Regions from separate parts of the Gadus morhua genome. Here region 1 is linked to region 2. A link is a contact called in public Hi-C data. All regions are on one chromosome and are shown on one strand. The core of a region is the stretch at or near the end of the contact, and the rest is flanking DNA. Distances in the headings are between cores, read along the strand shown.

Evidence for each region. A called contact is a pair of places that touch in the nucleus more often than the background predicts.
Region 1: a Hi-C map of blood shows a contact between it and region 2, with 8 times the contacts expected there. The contact joins the promoter of bcl6aa here to the promoter of tprg1 in region 2. A contact is called at or near these places in 4 of 6 Hi-C or Micro-C datasets (blood, gill, gonad and 1 more).

What each region holds. Positions count from the first base shown.
Region 1 is chr12:12,147,328-12,151,636 of gadMor3.0, reverse strand. bcl6aa (BCL6A transcription repressor a) reads right to left here and starts at 2,096. Exons shown (of 10, transcript XM_030372202.1): 1 at 1,417-2,096. The coding sequence starts at 1,447.
Region 2 is chr12:11,989,334-11,993,745 of gadMor3.0, reverse strand. tprg1 (tumor protein p63 regulated 1) reads left to right here and starts at 1,976. Exons shown (of 6, transcript XM_030372235.1): 1 at 1,976-2,182; 2 at 2,480-2,891; 3 at 3,166-3,257; 4 at 4,219-4,395. The coding sequence starts at 2,493.

The sequences.
Region 1 (4,309 bases), core at 847-3,346, 160 kb before region 2:
AAGTTCCTTTTAGGTTATTTGAACAAAATAAGAACCTAACAAATAATTTTTAAAAAACTGCAACTGAAAATAACTTTCATTATCACTATCATTATTAATATTATTATCATTATTATAAGGCCTCCCAATTACACCCAATACAATAAAATCCCATCATAACATCTACTATTATGTAACGAAATTCCTAAAACGACAGCATGAGCCCGAAAGGCTCCATTAACATTGTGTTGATTCCACACTGAAGATGATTTATATCGGCCTGGGAAATATTAACAACTCGCTGCCAAAACCTCGGGGACTCGACACGCCCGAAAATAAAGTTCCAGCTGCAGCGGCACCCGAACCCCCACCCGAACCTCCACCCTTACCCCCACCCAGCCCGCGAACAGCCCGTGCAACGTGCACCACACCACCAATTCAAAACGCATGTTTTCAATTATTACACCGAGAAGTCTGCTGGGGAAACAAGTAGCGAACACACATGTCGCCCACAACTCTTAACACCATGCCCGCACACACTCCACACACAACTTTACACCTCACAAACACGCCGTCCTCCTCCGAGCGCGAGGGGAACATTCCTGTACCCCTACATCACGATATCAACTACCAACAGCGTGTTGAGTATCACACCGTCAGCCCTTCACACCCATCACGGATAAGTGGACGTTTTGACATAACAACATCATCGCGGATCGACAACACTTCCCTCCCGCACGACCCCACCACAACAATAATTCTCCCAATACACAGGAATGATATACGCAACAATAACGCAACAACTGCGTTGTCCCACACTGTATCACGTCCGAACGCGGGCTCGGTAGATCAAACGCGCTTGGCGCGTTTGATCTACCGAGCCCGCGTTCGGACGGGGCCACGCGTCGGGGTCCCGCGGACAGCTCAGAGGGAGACCCCCAGAACTCTCACCCCCTCACATCCCGATAACCTCTCTCTCCCCCCTGTGTGTTCTAGCATATTATCGCGTTGAGGCTGAGACCCGTTCACACACACGCACACACACACACACACACACACACACACACACACACACACACACACACACACACAGCGCTGTTCGTTTTAAAATGCATGTCATTCAGCACGGGTCTGTGGTGCCTAATCTGCCCCGCTGTCAAGACGCACACAAACACACCACCGCTCACACTCTCCCATCGCCCCCTTGCTCCTCTCTCCCCCTGGTGAGTGGATGTTTGTGTGTTGGCACACACACATCACAAACACGCACACACGTACACACACACACGCCACGTTATTGCAGGACAACCGCGTCTGTAAATGTCTAAAATAAAAACATAACATTTATATCCGAGAGCGAGGAGAAAGCGGGTTAAGACTGGAAAATGGGAAAATTGTAAATGTCACCTGGAGAAAAAAAAAGAAATTTAAAGTCACCTGGTAGCGCTTTCCTAGAAACTTCTTGCATCACCACTTCTAAGAAGCCCAGTTCTAAGAATCAGAGCAGCTCAATTCTCGGAATTTGAGCCCGGGACCGTACCACTTTGTCCACGGCAGGGGGGGGAGAGACGGTTTTTCCACCACCACGAATGCCACGACCGCTGCGTCGCGTCGGTGTTTGTTTATATACCAGCCGCGTGTGGTTTGGTGACGGCGATGGTGTGGATGACACGACCGAGTTTGAGTTGTGGCAGTTTAGTTTTGACACTGTTATCGGTGAAATAGTTACAGCGCACCCCTACGTTTGGTGGAGTCCAGGCGACGGCGCATGCTTGCTACTTACACAAGTCCCTCAAAGTGGGCGTCGCTCGGGGCCCAGGGTCCGGGCGTACGGTGGGCGCGGCCTCGCAACGCTACAGCCAATCGGCAGTTGGTTGGGAACGGAGATAAGCACCGCCCAACATGTCAATACGGAGACGTGGTTGGTCAGTACGTTCGGACCCTGGGACCGAACAATCCCCCGTCCTTTTAAAGCCCAGCCCTCCAGAATTCTCAGAACCGATTCATATTCCGTGACATAAACATGTTGTCCGTCAGGGCTCTCCTCCCCGTCCAAACGCACCGAGGCAGACACCATAACATCGTTACACCTCACCACATGTTCATAGCCGGGATCTCCTCCGCATCGGAGCACTCTCACTTATTCTAAGAGCTTTTATTTTTCTACAGATATTTTAATGTTGTACAATAGATTGCAGGTAGACATTTGGACTATTTCACCCGGGCCTCGTCACGGACTTATTGTAAGAGAAGATCATTCATGTTTTCTTCATTTTATGGGTCAAACAGGACTACTGATTTCCGTTTAGTTAATTTGGCCTGCTGGCCTGCAGTGTGTGAAGACTTATTGTGTCTCATCCTCCCCTGTAGCGTTGGGTTGTGGATGTTTTATTTCTGACTATTTCATGTAATGACAACGTCCTCTGCAGTTTTATATAATAAGTAATACTATGTTATTAAGTAACATTAGTATTAGCATGCTCTAAAGCAAAGAATGCGTTTACCATGATGGACCAGTTCGAAGTGTGGAATACCAATAACAACTTTATTACATACTTTTCTTGAACATAGTAGCTGTATAAAGTGACGGGACGTTTGGGGCTGATTGTTTTCGTAGCCATCATTTTTCCTCGACAAACAGAACTGTTGATTTTGACTTCCCTTAAATCTAACTGTACAATCTCATTTGCTGTTGTGTAGTTAGTATTACTACTATTATTAGTGGATATTATTAATGACTGTACAGTTGACAAAGTGTTAATTTCCAACCTGAATTTCCCTCCTGGGATTAATAAAGTTGTATGGTTTATATATAAAATGTATCTTATATATTTTTGGTTTATGTGCATCTATCTATGCAAGCAGGACCTCTTGTCATCCAAGGAAATTATTGTTTTAATTTTTTATTATAGCTTTATGTTTTAAACAATAGGCTACCACATAACATGATCTGATGTGATGTATGGGCCTGCATCTGATTGCAGAACAGAAGTTATAAAGAGATGTAGTGGACAGTGTTTTTTATCTGCGAATGAGAAAGCTCTAGATTCTAGACGTCTACTTGAGAAACCTCTATTGTAACCATATAATAGGAACAGATATGTAGTCATTTAGATATCGACCCCCCTAGTAATCAGTTCCTATTTACACAGCAAGGATATTACCGCTAGTTTCATAAACACTCTTCCTCACACTGACCTCAAACCAAAGAAAAACCCTGACCTTAAAAATACACAACACGTGTTTGGTACAAATGTCTGCTCCCCGTTCAGTGATATGGATCTGTAATACGTTGAATCCATTCCAAATATTTGTGGCAACTTGCCCTCACAAAAAGTGACAATGACCTTTTAATGTTTAAAGAGGAATTGCCGTCATGTAAAAGGATGTAGTAAAATGAAATGTGAGTTGAGATCCATCTAGTTTCACGCTGATGTATTTTACACACTTAATATATGAAATGTCATTCAATATGTGCATACTCTAGATCTCCACCTAATAGACTGTTTGCACTTCATTGTATATTGATATGTTTATAACGTGATAATGCCATACAGGGCAGGCCTTTCCACAGACAGACGGAAACACACACAAACATCACACACACGGACACCACTCCACAAACACCCCCCCAACCAACACACACACACACACACACACACACACACACACACACACACACACACACACACACACACACACACACACACACACACACACACACACACACACACAGCCATACAGATCTTTCCACAGAAAGACAGTCAGACGGACACACACACACACACACATACACACACACACGCACACACGCACACCACTTCCTCCGATAGCACCTCTGTATTTCCCCTCTTAGCTCTGTGTGTGTGGGTGTTCGGGTGCATGTGCAAACGTGCGCACCGACGTTTGTTCCGGCGATGATGAACAGGATGGGGACAGACGTATAAAATACCTGGTCTATTTTTACACAGGGCTCTGTCTAGATTTCTCAGCACTTTATTGATGTGGTAATTTGACGGTTGATTGTTTGTGAACTGTAATGACTCGTTAGGCTTGGGTTTATATTGCTGTAATGATTCGGTGACTGATACCAAACACACACTTGAATGATATACAGCTGAATAATAATCATAGAAAGTTTGATGAATGTATAAAGGCGACGGAGACCTAACCATCCTTCCAAAGAACTTGCTTTTCTCCCTTCCTCACTTTTATTTTTTGTTTTACTCTTGCAACAAAAAAACTTTTTTATTTAATACTACATCCTTTCCACTTAAACGCGCGTACCGGAAGTCTCCTCCACCACAAGGTGTGAACCCGGTGGGTAATC
Region 2 (4,412 bases), core at 727-3,226:
AACAATATATATCGCTGTCGGTACAGCAAGGACGTTCAGAGAATCAATTGCCAAGCACTAACAATCACTAGGGTCACCCCATTCCCTGTATACAACAAAGATAGCTAGGAGAAGATGCTATACAATGCCAAGTACTATAAGTAAGTGTGTACATTAATTGCCAGAACGTACAACGTACAATAATTGCGTAAGAGGGCAGGCTATTCAGAGTCTAGGTGAACTCTGAACAAGTGATTCTTGATGTGAGTCTATTCATGCACATTTTTCCACCCGAACATAAATCGGAGGTCGAATCAAACATCTGTATCAGGGTCTTAGCGATCAGAGGTGCGTGGCCTCAGCCATGAGTGGACTTCACACATCACACATGAGTAGTTCTTGTGTTATTGAACGATTAAATCCCCCACTTCAGAAACTTCTCAGCGTTACTCTAATCAGTGCCGGTTAACTCATTAGTGGTTATGAGCAGATGATTACTCGGCCTAGATACAGAGAAGGAGATGATACTTGAGTTAATTATACTTTAATTAATACTTGTAGGCCTATGTATGAGGCCACAGGAGATTTTTTAAGTTGTGTTTGCGCAACACGTTTAATGGTGAATTAAACTTTGGATGATGTTCAAAATATCACAATGGCGGCAAAGAAACTCGGATCAGAAAAGTGAGATTGGTTGATTTTGGTTTTAGGTTTCTAATCACGCAAGACAAATTCAGCAATACACTTGTACAGTAAAAGGCGAATACAATCATTCTTAAAGGTTTCATTGTGTGACATCTAAATATGGCTTAGCGGAGTCATGGAAATCCCATTATTGAATCCTGTGCATTTAGCTAAAAGCAGCGCGTCAGTAGGCTACGTGGGAGTAGCTTATAGCCTAGCATAAGCACTGAAGGAAAATCTTTCGAAAGCTGTCAACCTTATTCGGATGGGCCCAGATTACAAATGAATGGCTTTTAAACTTCTAGTAAGGCCCAAGAATGGCTGCTTGACAGACGTGTGTGTTAAGGCGTCGAGAACACTACACGCTGTCAGGAGGAATTAGAGTAACGGTGGGAGACGTGCAAAGGCGATATTTCCGTCTTCATTTTCCAGAGTTAGACGGGGAATCTGCGTCGACGTTTCACTTTGTTCCAGCGCTGATGGACTGATTTGGAATTTTAGGAGGAACCTAATCTTAAAAATAATCCCGGAAAATACCGCCTTTGACGAACGTTTGTGTGTGTCTGTTTGTGTATGTGTGTGCATGTGTTTTCACCATTGTTTATTTAACTGGGAATTTAAGCTTGTAGAACAAAGTGTGGTTTATAGCGCTGGAGAAATGCTTAAAATACAACCGATAACCGTACCTTGTTTTATTGATGAGACCGACCATACGCCTAATATTTTAAACGTAAGACCATTGTGACATTCAAGGTAGTATTTCATTTTATTCGATGTTGGCATTTGATATCAGATCAAATTTGAGGTGTAGGCTAATAGCAGCAAATCTCAGAACAAAAAGTGAATATAATAAAACGCAAGTGTTTTTACAATAAAATGGTTAGGGTTTTTTATTCGAACATTAACATTGAATGAAATTAAGTAAAATCGAAGACTGAATTCAATACTATTCCCTACCTGACCAGAAAGGACCATATCAGTAGGTACTTTTGGGGTAGCCTACTCTTCCAGGGGGGGGAATAGCTTCTGTTAACAGAAAGATAACCGTTTACAGATCTAGACACAGCCAGCTAGTCAGACAAACTATACATTCAAGTAAAAACAATATAAAACCTGCAAATATAGATCTTGGGGCTTCACTAAAAAAATAGTAGGGCTTCACTATAAAGTGGCTCAAGAAATATCTGAGGAAATAAATGTTGGCCTACTATAGCAAATAAATCCAAGTGTAATGTAATGTTAGACATTGACCCAGAAACACATGCACTGTCACTGGGCGGAGGCAGTCGGCCAATCGATTGCGTTCAACATCCTGATACAGTCTGGTCATCCGGAATCACGTGAGCTGTGTGCAGAAAGTGATGAAAACAGGAGAAAACAGAGCCTTGGAGAAACGAAAGTGAGCAACAGGCCGTCCCCGCCCCGTCAACCGCTGTCAGGAACCCGGAAGAGAGCACCTGTTCTCTGCGTCTCGGTAGTGCGTTTAGTCTGCGGAAGATCAATAATACTGCTTAGAAAGGTAAGCCTCAGAGACAACATGACAATAAACGGGCTTCATTCGGGTCATAGCTGGGTTAGCTGTTCCAATGATTGAGGGTATTTTAACGTCTACCCTTCCGCGTTTCTTCAACAGTGATTTTACTTTTTGTTCAGAATGTAACATTTAGTGCAATAACCGTGGGAAGGGTGTTTTTAGGATTTTGATAAACCCACTTTACATTTTATTTTCTAAATGTTAGCAAAGCAGCATAAGAGACTGAGGTGAAAAGTATGTTAAACCCGCGAATTCCTCTCCCCAACCAAACCTGTTGCGCAGCCTAACGAGAGCCATGATGAACGTCGAGGATGAGGGGGTCTCCAACGTGGACCTGGGAGACGACAAGGAGGAATTGGTCTCCACCTTAGAACTGGGATCCAATGAGAAGGAAGGGGTCTCCAGCCTTCAACTGGGAGAAGTCAAGGAGGAAGGAGTCTCCACCGTGGATCTGGGATCCAATAAGGAGGAAGGAGTCTCCAGCCTTCACCTGGGAGAGCCGATCTCGCCTGAATCCCCTTCGGTTGATGAAGGTTACCAGCCCGGCTCGCCCTCCATGGGGAGCCCGGAGGACGAGGAAGCTCCTCCCAACAGCACCCCCGTATCTGGCCCGCCGCTCCAGGCCCAGGCTGCTGGGAACCGTTGGGTGTCCGCCCTGGACCAGTTCAAGATGAAGAGGTTCTTTGTGTTGAGGGTGAGAACATCAATGTGTTGTTATGAAAAATAAAGTGTCGATATGAAATGAATAGTTAATATAACTAAGGCCTTAAAAACACATCATTCACTTTTATTTGATCTTACTTTTATCAAATTTAACTCTGTATTATTGTTTGACGAGTCAAAATCAGAGGGGCAAGAATCCCATTTTTTCAATGAACTGCAGAGGTGTGTATTTGAGTGTCCGCTGGAAGAGGTTTTATTGTGAAAAGCCCTCTAATCGGTTCTGTTTCCGGTTCGCTGCGCCGCAGCCCGGCACCCTGACCCAGGCCATCGAGGACATCACGGCCCTGGTGGACAAAGACCAAGATGGCGCCGTCCAGGGCCTGTGGCTCATGGCAGAGTGAGTGTCAGACCGCGTCCTCCCACCAGTTCACCAAACGAAAGCCTGGCTTCTACTTGTCCGGGGTCGATTAAGAAACCCCGTAGGTCGGGAGTTCAACCAGTCCAGCGCGCGGAGGCTGCGGTTGCCATGGGTTACCGGTCCCTCTCGTCCGGGGATGTAAAAGCAGGGCAACGGGACCAGGATGTCTGTACTGCAACGTTCTCCACTTAATTCATGAGGACCGGTGTAGGAGGTTCACATGTATGGGAGTCTTCATCTTCACGTCATTATGGTCACCAGACATCCCTGAGGGAGAGACCTGTGGCGATGCTAGTGGGCTCTGAGTCCCAGCTGGAGAGGTCACGCACACACGGTGTCGAGGCCCGGGGAGTATCATTGGTTTGACCCGGCAGCTGTCTGTTCGTCAGACTAACCTGTTGCATGTCAACAAACTGGGAATCGGTACCCTACCGTTGTCGTGGGCCAAGCAGTTGGACAGCGAGGGAAATAGGGCTGTGTTTATTCAGAAGTTTTGGAATCAAGTCTGGGTTAAAAACACAAGACGGTCTGAGGAAGGCAAACTTGATTGATATTTTACCTAAAAGTTAAAACTAGGTTTCATTCTTTTGTTGTTTATGGTGCTGCTACTGAGTGTCGAGTAGTGCACTTCACTCTTTATACCGGCCAACAAACAGCCATCCCATTCAAACTTTGTTCCCCATTTCAAGAGTTACTCTATGCTCCCTGCATGACTGTCAATTATTACTTCAAATATCTTGTATAACTTGTAACCTATTTATATGCAAAAATAGTAGAGCTGGTTTGCTCCTGTGACGTTCTGGTCTTCTGATGTTCTGGTCTTCCGGTCTCAGGATGTAATTGTTCTCTGAGGTTCTGCTCCTGTGACGCTCAGGTCTTCTGGTCTTCTGATCTTCTGTTCTTGGTTGTGTGTGTGTGTGTGTGTGTGTTCTTTGCTCAGGGTAGACCACTGGAACAACGAACGGGAGCGTGTGGTGGTCCTGACAGACAGAACCCTTCTGGTCTGCAAGTACGACTTTGTGATGCTGAACTGTGAGAGGATCCACCGTATCCCTCTGAACTGCATAGACCGGATCTCCCACGGAGACTTCAGCTTCCCCAAACACTCCCTCCTCACGTGAGTTCCCCAAGCAC